Regions from separate parts of the Mus musculus genome. Here region 1 is linked to region 2. The links are chromatin contacts, called in public promoter capture Hi-C maps. All regions are on one chromosome and are shown on one strand. Each heading gives the region's core, a stretch centred on a gene start, on an enhancer-like site or on the middle of the called end of the contact. The rest is flanking DNA. Distances are from core to core; before and after follow the strand shown. Region 1 holds the start of Phldb1 (pleckstrin homology like domain, family B, member 1). Region 2 holds the start of Tmem25 (transmembrane protein 25).

The links. Capture Hi-C pulls out chosen DNA fragments and counts their contacts.
Region 1: a contact with region 2 is called in a promoter capture Hi-C map of adipose tissue. The contact joins the promoter of Phldb1 here to the promoter of Tmem25 in region 2. A contact is called at or near these places in 6 of 39 promoter capture datasets (embryonic stem cells, hippocampal neurons, liver and 3 more), 1 of 15 datasets of contacts at CTCF or cohesin (CD8 T cells), 8 of 484 Hi-C or Micro-C datasets (CD4 T cells, bone marrow, embryonic stem cells and 4 more), 6 of 115 datasets of contacts at active chromatin or transcription factors (the SCID.adh cell line, bone marrow-derived macrophages, effector CD8 T cells and 2 more) and 4 of 9 other capture datasets (adipose tissue, embryonic stem cells, liver and 1 more).

Annotation. Positions count from the first base shown.
Region 1 is chr9:44,731,351-44,738,692 of GRCm38.p6, reverse strand. Phldb1 (pleckstrin homology like domain, family B, member 1) reads left to right here and starts at 3,495. Exons shown (of 22, transcript NM_153537.4): 1 at 3,495-3,568. Gm24166 (a small nucleolar RNA gene) reads left to right here and starts at 1,746; the gene lies at 1,746-1,880.
Region 2 is chr9:44,794,475-44,801,555 of GRCm38.p6, reverse strand. Tmem25 (transmembrane protein 25) reads left to right here and starts at 2,309. Exons shown (of 8, transcript NM_001357385.1): 1 at 2,309-2,892; 2 at 3,124-3,435; 3 at 4,942-5,232; 4 at 5,429-5,560; 5 at 5,844-5,874; 6 at 6,046-6,146; 7 at 6,279-6,365; 8 at 6,508-7,081. The coding sequence starts at 2,823. The coding sequence ends at 6,581. Ttc36 (tetratricopeptide repeat domain 36) reads left to right here. Exons shown (of 3, transcript NM_138951.1): 3 at 1,823-2,156. The coding sequence ends at 2,085.

The DNA of each region.
Region 1 (7,342 bases), core at 2,246-4,745, 64 kb after region 2:
AGTAAAGCTATCACCTGTCTTAGGGTTTCCGTTGCTGTGAGGAGACACCGTAACCAAGCAACTCTTTTTTTTTTTTTTAATTATTTATTTTATTTATTTATTACATGTAAGTACACTGTAGTCTTCAGACGCACCAGAAGAGGGCGTCAGATCTCATTATGGGTGGTTGTGAGCCACCATGTGGTTGCTGGGATTTGAACTTCAGACCTTCGGAAGAGCAGTCGGTGCTCTTAACCACTGAGCCATCTCACCAGCCCACCAAGCAACTCTTATTAAGGACATTTAACTGGAGCTGGTTCACAGGTTCAGAGGTCCATTAATCAAGATGGCAGAAAACACCGTAGCATCCAGGCAGACAGTGCTGGAGAAGGAGCCAAGAATTATACATCTTGATCCAAATCAGTCAGGACAAAACTGACTTCCAGGCTGCTAGGAGGAAGGTATCTAAGCCCACCCCCCACAGTGACACACTTCCAACAAGGCCACACCCTCCTAATAGTGCCTCTCTCTGGGGCAACCACCACACCACCAAAGTCCAGTTTAGTTAACCAATGAGTTTTACTGGGGTTACTTTATTTTATTTTTGTAGTTACTTTTGGGTGATAGGTTAATTACAGGAGTAGAAATGACTCAAAGATGGATGTATCACAAGGCCACCCCAGCTTGAGAGCTCACTGAGCTGGGAACTCGTAGCCCAATACTGAGCATGCATGCTGCTCAGCAGGCTGGAGAGCAGCTTTTCTAAATGATTCGGTTGGCTTAAACCTCTTCCAGGCAGCTGTTGTGGTCTGGTTTGAAGCTCAGCCTGTCTGAGATGCACTCTTGGCTTTTTTATTCCTTACTCTGGCAGGGAGGGACCTAGAGAATCTGGTCAGTTTCAGGGACTTCCTGGAGCTATTTTGAGTTGTTTACCTTCCTTAAGGAACTTCCCTGCAGGAAAGAATGTTTCAATCTTGAGGAAACTATTACACAACCAGAGGGATCCTTTCTGGGAGAGGGAGTAGACTACAGCGGCTGCTGGCCAAATGAGTACCGTTCACCCTCTTCTGGAGCCAGAGGGAGCACAATTTGAGAAGAGGGACCAAATGGGAGGTGTGCCAAGGGAAAGGCAGGAGGAGTGTGGAAACCCACTCTTGACAGCCACAGCTAAGTGCAGAAGGCTTTGAAGAACTCACCCTTCTTTCCACACCCAGCCTCTGCCCTCTCCCCCTGCTTCCATTTCGGAAAGTCTGAAGCTTGCTTGGAAAGCTGGTTGGTCTCTGCTTTCTTCTCTTCCTCCCACTTTGCGCTCGGAGCCGAGCTCCCAGCTGCTCGACCTCTTGCATAACTGTGAGAGAGCACTGGGCTTCTTGATGGGCTCCAGATGTGGAGTGGGATGAGGGTGGAGGGGTGGGGGCAGAAGGTCTTTAGTCCCCTGAGTGCTCTAACTGTGGGAACACAGAGGCTGGACACAGCAGGAGATAGGACAAATTTCATAGAGCCTTGATCATAGTGTCAGCTGGACAGTGAGACACTGAGAAAAAATTAGGTGCTATTTTAGAGCCCCCTGCCTCAGCGTCGTCACCTGCCTCTGGCGGGTTTAATGATTGCCTGACCAAGTTAGTCAGCAGCCACCCGAGGTTAAGAAAAAGATGGAAGAATTTGAGATCCCCCTAATCAGAACCCCTCTCCAAATGCTAAATTTGCAACAAGATGATTTTGTTTTGCTTTCTCTTTTTGTTCAAAAAACCAAAAACAAAAACAAAATGGCCCTGAATCAAGGCTGCAGTTTACTGAAGCTGTTGGTTTCAAGCAGGAGCCTAAAGAAATATCTTTCTGTGGTCTGTTGGCCATTGCAGAAATTGTAAGTCTTATGGTCAATTCATTAGAAAGAAACATCTGGAAGAAAAAAGAAAAAAAAAAAAACCAAAAAACCACCACCAACAACAACACACTAGAGCAGCATGAAAAATACTGTTGTGATTGACATATGCCTCAGGAAGGTTGGCCAGAGCTGAAATTGTTCCTTGAGCCTCAAATGATACGAAGAGAGGTAAAAAGAAGCTGCTTATATCTTGGGACTTTCTGGTGACCACAGTGCACTTGTCACCTCTGTTAGCTAGAGGAGGTGGCAGGTAGGACTCCTTCTCCTCCTCCCTCTTGTTCATTGCTCCACAGTCTCAGGTTTAATCGCCAGCTGTGGATGCCCCCTACTAATGCTAGTTCTGTCAATGAGTGACCAAATTCCTGCAGTTCAGTCTCCTGCCATTCCTGAGAGAGAGAGAGAGAGAGAGAGAGAGAGAGAGAGAGAGAGAACACAGAACAAAAGCCACTGGAACAGAACTGGGTTTGTCCATTCCAAAGAGGACTTTCATTTTAAATTTTCTCCAACCCATCCCATCTGGACCTTAAGCCAGACTTGGGGGCTTCCTGCTTGTTCCTTCACTGAGGAAAAGCCTCTGCCAATCCTTTAGTGCAGGTTAAAGAGGCCCAGTCTAGTCTGAGTTCAGCTCCCATGAGGCCTCCCAGCCGTCTCCTGGGGCAAGAGCAGGCTTTGCAAGGTGCGGCTACACTGTCAGCTTGGATTTCGGGGTGCGGGTTGGACTGCTGAATGACTTCGCCAGGCTGGGCTTATAGACTGCCCCCCTCCCTCTTTTCTTCCTCAAACTCCCACTCTTCAGCCAACCTGGTGTCTTTCTACCCTGCCTCCAGCTCCAGCTGCAACCCAACAATTCTTTAGTGGAGGTGAATGGACAGAGGCAAAAAGGCCGGCTCCATTCAGCTTTCCTGGGTCCTGTGGTTTGCACCACACTTTTTTGTTTGTTTTTGTTTTTTGAGACAGGGTTTCTCTTGTGTAGCCCTGGCTGTCCTTGAACTCATTCTGAGACCAGTCTGGTCTCGAACTCACAGAGATCCACCTGCCTCTGCCTCCCGAGTGCTGGGAAAAAGACCACCATCATTTGGCTTACAGCACACTTTCAACGGACCTTGCCTTCACGTTCATTTCTGAAGCATGGTGTGCAATTATTAAATCGACAACTCTCTATGGTGGGGCTTGGAACAGCAAAGGGTAGGGGCTGACCTGGGTGCCCTCAGTTGATGTTCTGAAAGGAAATTGAGCATCTGTGGTAGGGCTGCGCTAGGACTCATGGGGAGTCAGGGGACGATTCAGGCATCTTGGGTAGGCGGAGGTAAATAAAGAAGTGCTTCGAGGCCCAGAGTGGAGGGTGGTCTAGGAGGGTCGGAAGGGGAGGGTGAGAGGAGAGTTTGCACGGTGGTGGCCCTGGTGGTGGTGGTGGAAAGCCCAGCTGTACAGATGAACAAAGCGGGCGCTGTGCAAGCGGGGGAGGTGCTGCTGTGGGAAAAGCTGGGTGGGGGCCTTGGGCTCCAGCACCACAAGGGCGTCTTCTCTAGCTGGCCAGGCGGACAGGACGGGATGGGGGCGGGGACTCAGGGAAGCGGGGCGGGACAGTCTCCCTCTCCTCCTACTCAGCTGGCTCCAGGGGAAAAGCAACAGAGTCTTCGCCAGCCTGAGGCCGCCGCGGCCCACTTGGGCAAAGGGGCCGGTGTCCCCCCAACTCCCCACAAGGTAAGCGTGCCCCTCCCACTATGCCTCGGGGTTCCATTCGCCGTCTGGCTGAGTCTACAGAAGGGAAAGTCCCCGGGACCAGACGAGACCAGTCTGGCCCAGCGAACTGGGTAGAAAGGTGCGGAAAAAGGGGGCCATGCCAGGTGAGTGCGTTGGCGGAAGGGGCTTTGTGGGCCGCCCTCGGCGAACTGCTTGCTCTTGCCCTCCTGAGTCGTTGCCAGCGCCACCGCCAGAGGGGGCCCTGGTATTAAGTGGAGGAATTCCCCCCCCCCAAGTCTTGCGGGATCTAGATCCTCCTGTGGGCACCCCGATGGCCAGTATCCCACACTTGCAGTCTCGGGTTGGGTACGCGCGCGGGACCTTGTCTACAGCATCGCACATGGTTCCTCTCCACATCAGCAGGACCACAGGAAGGGGGATCCCCTAGGCGTCTCCGCTCTTGTCCTCGTTCCAGCTGCCTGGATGGACTCAAAAAGATGTGGAGTTCAACTCTGAGGCGTGGGAGGGAGTCAGGGAGGGATCCTGGGGTTTCCATGTCTAGGGTCTCCTGGGCACTTTTCCAGGACCCCCGTTATCTATGAGGGTCCCCGGCGACCTGGGATGACTGAGCCGTTGGCTCCCGCTCCGCCTCCGCGGTCTGGATCCAAAAACAGCGCGGAGTTCCCCAGCCGAGGTCGAGCGCCGTCATCGGACTCCCCCGGGATGGGGAAGCGAGGGTAGGCGGCTGGGTGGGGTCGTGGGGCGCGGGGTTGCCCTGGCGCCGCGGACGCTTCCGCCCAGGCCAGCGCAGCGGGGATTTGGCTCGCGACTGCGCGGCCCGGCGGGGGACCCAGTGAGCCGGGGTGGGGCTGCATTCTGGGCCCGTTAGCTCAGCGGTCCCGGAGGCTCCCGGAGACTGACTCATCGCACTTCGGGCTCACTCCACAGCGGTCACACAAACAGAACTGGCCACTAACACGGGCGTCCGCACAGCTCCCACGCACAGCATCCCACGCCTCACCTCCGCGCACCCGCAAGACACGTCACACCGACAGTCCAGTGTCACCCCACGGGTGCACACGTGAATCCTCACATGGGCCTCGACTTCACACACTTAGTCCGCTTCACACCACGCACTCCACGCGCTGGGAAGGGTCGCCCGGGAAGACTGCTCCACTCACGCAACCTCCCCGCACGCACGCACCTCCCTCCACATGCCAGCCCCCTTCCTGCAGCTGCGAGGCCGCCCCCTTTCCCTGCTGTGCAAACAAGCGACTTTTTCTCTCTCTGCCCTGCTGAAGAAAGGCCGCTTGTCCCCGGGGCCGGACGGGCGGGGCTGCCGCAGCAGGCGACCCAACACTGCTGCCTTGTCCCACCCGGTGGCCTGGGGAGGGCCGAGCCTCTGCTGTGGGGAGATCCACGAACCCTGCGGGTTTCCGAGAAGTGCACCTTTCCAGCGTCGCTCCCCAATACTCCTCCACCCCAACTACTCTTCCCAGCTCTGTCTACTCTGTCCCCAGACTGTGCAAGACTCTGTTCTCCCGCTGCTGGGGATTCCTCTTTTCCTAGCTGCCCTCCGGTTCCGTTCCCCGCTCCAAGGTGCTCTGAAGCGCCTGGTTTATCCTCTCCTATTTGGGGAATGTATGCTAAGTCTGCCCCCTCCCTCCCCATCACCACCACTCATGCTTCTTAGGGTTCCCTGGCCTTCCCTACAGTCTATTTTCCTAGTTCACTATCTCATCCCCAAAACTGCTGTTATTTTTTGAGACAAGGTCTCATGAAGCTCAGGCCGAGGCTGGCCTTGAGTGTCTGATATCCTGTCGCCACATCCGGAGTACAGGGAATTAGGTTTACAGGCATGTACCACCACACCCAGGCTCTCCTCACCAGCTTTCAGTATTTTCTCCTGACTTCACACTCTATTATCCCTGCACCTCGTCCTTTCTACAAACCCCCCTTTCTCTCTGCCTATTTTTATTTCTAATTTCTTCTCTACACGCCTGGCTTTGGACACTCCCCCTGCCTCTCCTGGGCATTCTGCCCGCCCGGCCTCAGTTTCCTTCCCGTCCTGACTCCTTCCTCTGCCGGTGGCCCTTCCTCGAGGGCGTATGTGAGCAGGGAAGACGAAAGAAAGTCATTGTGACCAGAAAGGCCTTGGCCTACTGCTCTGCATTGCCCCTCTAGAGCCACCATTTGACTCCTGTGAGACCCAGGTGAGGGAGGGGGACCTGGCATTTTGCTCCAAGGCTGGCTTTGGACCTTTCATCTTGGGCCCCTTGGGATCCCAAGGACTTTCTTCAGTGCTCACTGGTGTCAGGGCTGGTTGGCTCTTCCCAGAACTCCCTTCACCTTTGTTCAGGTGTTAAGACCCGGAGACAGGTGGTGTTGGCTGTTAGCACATTGGGGATGGGGCTAGGGTTACCTGTGTCAGACCCCAGTCCTTATGCTCTAGTGTATCTTTCCCTATGTTGATAATACAGGCACAGCCAGGCCCTTGCTACCTGACTAGCTGGCTAGGAGGTGCTTAGCTTTCTGCATCTGGGTGCAAGAGGGTTACAGAGAGGGCTAGGCCTGCTCTTCAGCAGTGGAAGCCACACCACAAGGCTTTTTTTTTGGCAACTGGGCATAGCTGAGTGGGTAATTAAAGCCCTGGATATAGATAGCCACTCAATGGGACCATAGCAAGCCAGCCAGTGGAGGGCGTCAGGGGACAGCACAGCTTCTCCAAGGGACATGGGATTAGGGTCAGAGAAGAGGCCACCTAGGCCACGGTGAGATCCCTCTATCAAAGCACCATCTGAGCCCAGGTCAGGTTGGTCTGGTGTCTTTTTCCTCTGCTGTGGGTTAGGTTTCTGAGCTGAGGCCATAGCCTCGTACCTTCCAATTGCTGTGCGGTTTCTTATCTTCTCTTTACACCTCTCTCCTTATCTCCACCTCTCATTTCACCTCCTTATTCCTGTCTAGCCTCTCCTTGAGTCACTCTTATTTCCTCGCTAACCTAATTTCTTTACAACCTTTATCTCCACTTGAATTTATTCTCTGTAAATAAGTAAGGGCTTCGCAGGTGACAGTGACAGTATGGCAGATAGGGAAACTGAGGCATAGACCCAAATGCCATCCACAGCTAATCATAGCTGCTGTTTTGAGATTGCTTTGTGGCTCATGGAATGTGATTTAGTGTCCTTCCCAGATCTTCAGATACACTTGAATTTAAAAATTTTTATTTGTATTTTATCTGTATGGTGTTTTGCCTGCATGTATGTTTGTGCATCCTGTATGTGTCTGGAGCCCAGTGAGTCCAGAAAAGGGTGAGGAATCCTTGAAACAGGAGTTACAAATGATTGTGAGCCACCGTGTGGATGCTGGGAACAGAATTCCTGTCTTTTGGAAGAGCAACAAGTGCTCTTGATGGAGAGTGACTTCTCCAAATCCTAGTCTCTCTTCACAGATTCTTTCTCTCTTTCTTTCTTTCTTTCTTTCTTTCTTTCTTTCTTTCTTTCTTTCTTTCTTCCTTCCTTCCTTCCTTCCTTCCTTCCTTCCTTTCTTTCTTTTTAAAAAGAATTATTTATTGTTATACGTAAGTACACTGTACTGTCTTCAGACACACCAGAAGAGGGTGTCAGATTTCTTTACGGATGGTTGTGAGCCACCACGTGGTTGCTGGGATTTGAACTCAGGACCTTCGGACCGTCGGAAGAGCAGTCAGTACTCTTTTTTTTTTTTTTTTTTTTTTTTTTTTTTCGAGACAGGGTTTTTCTGTATAGCCCTGGCTGTCCTGGAACTCACTCTGTAGAC
Region 2 (7,081 bases), core at 1,060-3,559:
CCCTCCCATGAAGGGCAGAGATGAGTTGGTTGTGGGTGGAGAGCAGAGAAACAGAGACACTAAACTCCCTGACATCTATGTTCTTACCTATAAAATTCAAGACAGTATGGGTTCTGCTAGCTTCATGAGACTATATGAGAATCAAGAGGCTGCATTCTGCTCATGGACTTAATAAAAGCCTTCTAGGCAGCAGTAGGCTTGAAGAGCAGGGCATGAGGATAAAATGTTTGTCTAGCAGTTACTGGGAACTAGGCATTATGCACACCACAAGGTTGTAGTAACAATCCTTATGACCCCCCACCCCAGAGGGTATGTATTGTCATTTCATCATAAAGTCGAAGAAAAGGAAGAATACAGAGGTTGAGTAGCTTCCTCGTCATCCTCCAGCCAAGAAGTGGCTGAGCTAGAATAGGAACCCAGGTGGCAGGGCTCTAAAAACCATGAGACTACTCTCCAGGGGGCTCATCATTAGGTAACAGCAGGCAAATCTGAGAGGAAGCGGCATGGGGACCTGTTCCTGAAGGGCAAGTTCTGAAAGATGAGCAATGTGTCAATTCAGACGCCAGGGGCCTAGAGAGAATGCATCCATCCGTCTGGGAAGCTTGCACTCTCCAGGGTGGAGCGGGCCCCAGGGATGGGTGGAAAGCTGAGCCCTGCGGAGGTGGACCGAGATCCAGGAGTGACAAACTACAAGTGTCAGATGAGAAGGTGGTTGTCACTCAGGGATTTGGCCTGGGCAGGGAAGGTATCTGGATCAAACCTGGTGTATTCAGTTTCTGTAGCTGGAATGGGGATCATAGGATAGAGGGAATAGGACTAGGAGTTGGAGACCAGGCCATAGGTAAGACTAGCTGGTGGGGTGTTCCTAGAACCTAAACTGGAGAATTTGGACCTCATCCTAATGACAGGAGGCTTGTCTGCCATAGGTTGTTGTTGACAACCTACAGATGGAAAGCCTGGAGATGCAGAGGTAACTCCACTTGTAGAGGCTTGGATTCCTGCAGACTAGCTGTGAAGAGGGAAACTGAGCTGGTCCCAGAGCTGCTCAGTCTGCAGTCCCAACCTGGACCTCTGAGGGAAACTCAGCCTTTCTCCACGATGGTGCTGAGCAATGCAAGGGCCCTGGCAGCCTCTTTAGGAAACTGGAGACTATGAATAGAGGCAGGGTCCAAAGAAAGCAGCCCGTGGACCTAACAGAAACCCTAAGCTGGCTGCCTGAGGTTCCGGGATGAGTTCTGAAACTCAATCCAAGTACGTTCCTCTGAGAATCACGAAAATAAAACAGTGCAGCCAGCTCTGGCTCCACGACCTTCTTCCAATGAAATAAGATACAGAGTAATGAAGACCGTGGAGATAATGAAGGAGAAAAATGGGGAACGTGCCGCTTTCGTAGTCTGCATTGGAAAAGAGGAAACAGTTCTGTTAGCTAATGAGATTTCTTGAACTCTAGGGTTCAAAGTGGGCCACCAAACACACAGTAGGTGCTAGGCTCCACTTGTGTGAACTACGACTATTTGATAATTGATGGATTCACTAACACAGTGGCCAGATCCTCTAGAAAACATTCACGTTTGGGTGCATTAATGTTAGGACATACCAGGAACAAGGCCAAGGAGAGCCTTGGACTTTGATCTCAGCTCTGCCCGTGGGCGGCCCACAAGCCAATTGTAGCAACCCTTCATCTCGGGTTAGAAATAATCCCTCGTGGTTCAAAAGTCTGCTGCACGAAGGAGGGGATGGGCTGCTCTGCTCGGCAGGTGGGCGGGGGCTCGGTTGCCCACACCCGGCTGACCTGCGCCGCCCTCTCCCTGTCCGCCCGCAGGCGCCCTGGAGGACTTGGAGCGCGCGGTGACATTGAGCGGCGGCCGGGGTCGCGCCGCCCGCCAGAGCTTCGTGCAGAGCGGGCTACTGGCGAGATTTCAGGGCCGGGACGACGACGCCCGCAGGGACTTCGAGAAGGCTGCGCGACTGGGCAGCCCGTTCGCACGGCGCCAGCTAGTGCTGCTCAACCCGTACGCCGCGCTGTGCAACCGCATGCTGGCCGACATGATGGGGCAGCTGCGCGCGCCCAGCAACGGGCGCTGAGCGTGGCCGGCCGAATGATGGAGAGGGGGACCCTGACCCAACCAGGACCCAATAAAACTTCCGGGACTCTCGGACTGCGTCTGCTCTGTGTCCGCCTGCTTACTAACCAGCCTCACGGTGGAGGCCTTGGCGGGGGTAGGGAGGAGGCGGGACAGGGCGGGGCTGGAACGGCCACCTGCCCTTGCTCGGGCAGCGATTGGTCCTGCCTGGCGCGGGCCCCGCCCTTGCAGCGGACTGCGGTGCTCAGCCTTCTTGAGCAATTGCTGGGGCTCACTCTGGGAGGGAGCCAGGTGAGCTGACCCGAAAGCAGGATGCTCCAGCGACCCTCGGATCCGCGACGCTCTCTTGCTAGGCCCAAGTCCACCTGAGCAGCCGAGATTGGAAAAGCGGTGCATGGCGAGATATGGGAGGGAGAGCCAAGGCCAGCGAGGAGTGAACCGGGTCAAGAGAAGGACGATCGTTTGGGGGGGAAGGGGAAGGGCGCCTGTGCATGTCTGTCTGTCTGTCTGTCTGTCTGTGGTCATCTACTGTCAGTGCTGGCCTCTATGCCCGCACAGAGACGAAGTGTTGCCATAGGGTCTCTTCCTTTGGGTCTTGCTGATTGTGTCTATTTGTGCCGGTGTCTTGGCCACTGTGGGCCAGTCTACATCAGTGCATGGTAAATTATTGCAGGAATTGTTAGGCCTACATGGCTGGTACTCTTCTCTCAGCAGCCTGGAGGCCGGTCCCTGATCACCATGGAATTGCCTCTAAGCCAAGCTACCCTCCGGCACACACTGCTGCTCCTTCCTGCCCTCTTAAGTTCAGGTATACCCCAGTTCATCCTTTGGCCAAACCCTCCTTGCTTGCATCTCCTCTCACGATACCCACTCCAGTCTCCAGGGCTGGGTTCCCCTATCCCTACTTCCCTACCATAAGTCTATGCAGATCCTGGTCAGAGAAACCAGCTGCCCTGTCTCTTGGCCTGCTGCCTCTCTGTAACTGAACCTCACTGTGGTCTCTCCAAGTGCCTCCCAGCGGCTGCCTGCTGTGTTCCAGGTCAAGGGGAGCTGGCGCCGCAAATTGATGGTCAGACCTGGGCTGAGAGAGCGCTTAGGGAGAATGAGCACCATGCCTTCACCTGTCGGGTTGCAGGAGGTTCTGCCACTCCCCGATTAGCCTGGTACCTGGATGGACAGCTACAGGAGGCCACCACCTCCCGACTGCTGAGTGTGGGTGGGGACGCCTTCTCTGGAGGAACCAGCACTTTCACTGTTACTGCCCAGCGCTCCCAACATGAGCTTAACTGCTCCCTGCAGGACCCAGGGAGTGGCCGGCCAGCCAATGCCTCTGTCATCCTCAATGTGCAATGTAAGTATCCCTGAGACAGTCTTACTACATTGCCTAGGCTGGACTCAAACTTGCCAATCCCCTGCCTCGGCCTCTAGAGTGCTGAGATTACTCATACGCATGACACATTTAGCTTTAACAGGACATTCATAAACACGATATGAGAGAATTTCTATTTTCATCCCTATTTTACAAATGAGAAATTGAGGCACAAGTTAAGCAGCTGCCCAACATTTTGAGATTTAATTGCCCAACAATTAAGAAGTAGGTCCAGGATGCAAATTTAGACCTTTGTCTGGCTCTCTACTCTTTTTATTTTTATGCTTTGAGACTTTTTCCAGGGGTGACTTTGAGCTTCTGATCTTCTTGCTTCTGCCTCCCCAGTGCAGAGACCATAGGGTATGTGGTATGAGGACCGAACCCAGGACCTTTCTCATGATCGGCAAGCACTCTACCAACTGAGCTATATTCCCAGCCCAGGTTTTAAAATTTTAGACAGTCTTACTATTTATCCAAGAGCAGCCCCAAACTGGAAATCCCCCTGCCTCTGCTTCCACTGAGCCACATCCCCAGTAGTTTTCTATTCTTTTTTCTTATTCTGGTTTTTCAAGACAGGGTTTCTCTATATAAAAGTCCTGACTGCCCTGGAAATTTTGTGAACCTAGAAGCTTTGTAGACCTTGAACTCACAGAGATCCTCCTGCCTGTGCCTCCTGAGCAGCACTGGAATTAAAAATGTGTACCATCGCCGGGTGTGGTGGTGCATGCCTTTAATCCCAGTACTCGGGAGGCAGAGGCAGGCGGATTTCTGAGTTCGAGGCCAGCATGGTCTACAAAGTGAGATTCAGGACAGCCAGGGCTACACAAAGAAACCCTGTCTCGAAAAACCAAAACCAAACCAAACCAAACCAAAACAGTGTACCATCACTGCCTGGCAAAACCTTATATATAGATATAGATATATAGATTAATGTAGGAGTGTTCTGTCTGCATGTACATCTGCATGCCAGAGGAGGGCATCAGATCTCTTTATAGATGGTCATGAGCCACCATGTAGTTACTGGGAATTGAACTCAGAACCAGTCAGTTTAACTCAGGAGCAGTCAGTGTTCTTAACTGCTGAGCCATCTCACCAGCCCATGGCTGTCTACTCTTTTTCTTTTCTTTCTTTCTTTTTTTAAGATTTATTTACTTATTATATGTAAGTACGCTGTAGCTGTCTCCAGATGCAGCAGAAGAGGGCGTCAGATCTCATCACGGGTGGTCATGAGCCACCATGTGGTTGCTGGGAATTGAACTCAGGACCTTCGGGAGAGCAGTCAGTGCTCCTTACCCTCTGAGCCATCTCTCCAGCCTGGCTGTTTACTCTCAATCACTGTGAATTGATGCTGTACCAGCAGACCCTGCTACCTGTTCCTTAATGTTCTTTCTGAGAGAGGCTCAGACCCTTTCTCCCATCCATATTTGGGAAGATAGGGCCAGAGTAGAGGGTTGTAATGAAAGCAGATTATTCTCTGCTCTGCTCTAGTCAAACCAGAGATTGCCCAGGTTGGAGCCAAATACCAGGAAGCTCAGGGCCCAGGCCTTCTGGTTGTCCTGTTTGCCCTGGTGCGGGCCAACCCACCTGCCAATGTCACCTGGATTGACCAGGATGGGCCAGTGACTGTCAATGCCTCTGACTTCCTGGTGCTGGATGCTCAGAACTATCCCTGGCTCACCAACCACACTGTGCAGCTGCAGCTCCGGAGCTTGGCACACAACCTCTCGGTGGTGGCCACCAATGACGTGGGTGTCACTAGCGCTTCCCTTCCAGCTCCAGGTGAGCAACTAACATGGCAGACCCTCAGGTGGGTGCAGGGGTCCTGGAATGGAAAGGGAAGACTGGTTGCCCTGTGGGTAGATCCTGTGAATGAGTTATCCCCAGCCACCCTGGGCAAGGATAGAGAAGTTGGACATGTGGCATGTCAGGGTCAGGGTATTGCTCATGTGGAAACTAACAAGAGGACAATCTGCAGGGCTCCTGGCCACACGGATAGAAGTGCCACTGCTGGGCATCGTTGTGGCTGGAGGACTTGCCTTGGGCACTCTAGTGGGGTTCAGTACCTTGGTGGCCTGCCTGGTCTGCAGGAAAGAGAAGAAAACAAAAGGTAGGGCCAGAGGCAGTGGAGGTCAAGGGTGGAGAAGAGTATCAGTGAAGTTGGAGGGTGAGCGGCAGAGGTGCAGGCAGAGGTGGGCAGGGAGAGGCCATGGGCGAGACTGCATGCCTTGCAGGAAGCAGGGACGGGCGCTGGAAAGTGATCTCGGGTCCCAGGGCCAAGACTGGGTATTTGAAAGACTCTTAGCTCAGTGGTCTTGAGTCTGAAAGGGCAGGGGACAGAGCCCAGGATGGGAGGTCACACTGACTCTGTGACATGGTTTCTTTGTCCTCAGGCCCCTCCCGGCGTCCTTCTCTGATATCTAGGTAATGTTTCCTGGGGCTGGGCAGATGGGCCAAACTAAAGTACAAATCACTGAATTTTAAAGTAAAGGACAGTTGGCAACCTGGGATTTCTAGGAGGTCTGGCTTGAGCCTCAAAGCAGACTACCTATCTGCTGGTACCAGGGTCTATGTTAGCTTTTGTCTATCCCGTAGTGACTCCAATAACCTGAAACTGAATAATGTGCGCCTGCCACGGGAGAACATGTCCCTCCCATCCAACCTTCAGCTCAATGACCTCACTCCAGATCTCAGAGGTACCCAGACCAGTTCTCTGCCTGTGCTGAATGCTCAGAACTTTTAAGAAAGAGACACCCCGGTTCTTAGGAGGAGACAAGTCCCACTAGACAAAACCCTGTCCTGGGCACCACTCCATTTGTCACCCACAGGGAAAGCAACAGAGCGGCCAATGGCTCAGCATAGCAGCCGTCCAGAGCTTCTAGAAGCCGAGCCTGGTGGCCTCCTCACCAGCCGAGGTAATGAGCAGAGATCTCCTGTTCTCCTCTTCCCATCCCTGTGCTTGTTATACCCAAGGCCCCTGAGTGCTGCCAACAGAAGGGACTTCCCCAAGCTCCAGAGAACCAGGGTTCCTAATCCCCTGGCATCTCTGACCCACAGGTTTCATCCGTCTCCCGATGTTGGGCTACATCTACCGTGTGTCCAGTGTAAGCAGTGATGAGATTTGGCTCTGAGCTTGATGGTGAGGCATGAGGCCCAGGTGGCCTGTGGACTCCCCAGAGTGCCCACCCTGGTGTCTCCTTCAAGCTTTCCTCTGCCTGTCCCTGTTGTGACCATGAAGAAACCATGTCACTGCCATCTGGCCTGCCTGGCAAGGATACCCTGTGGGTCATGCATGTGTATTTCTTTGCACTCTAACCTGCAAGGCATGGGTACCCTTGGCAGACCCCTGGTCGGAACTAGCCCCTTGCACTCACTGAGTTTGGGGCCCTGCATGTGATAACCTGGTCCAGGCACACAGAACCCTGGCCAGGTGCGTTCAGGTGTCACCCAACATCTAAGAGATGGGCCTATTATATGTCCTACCTTAGTATCCTCTGCACCTTGTGCACATAGGCAGAGAGATGCCTATGTGGGGGACAGGAGGGTCCCTGCACAACTCAGATGTCCTTCCTATGCTATGCAGCTTTGTTCCCTCAGGGAAAACTTAGCCCCTGCTCTATGTATACAACCA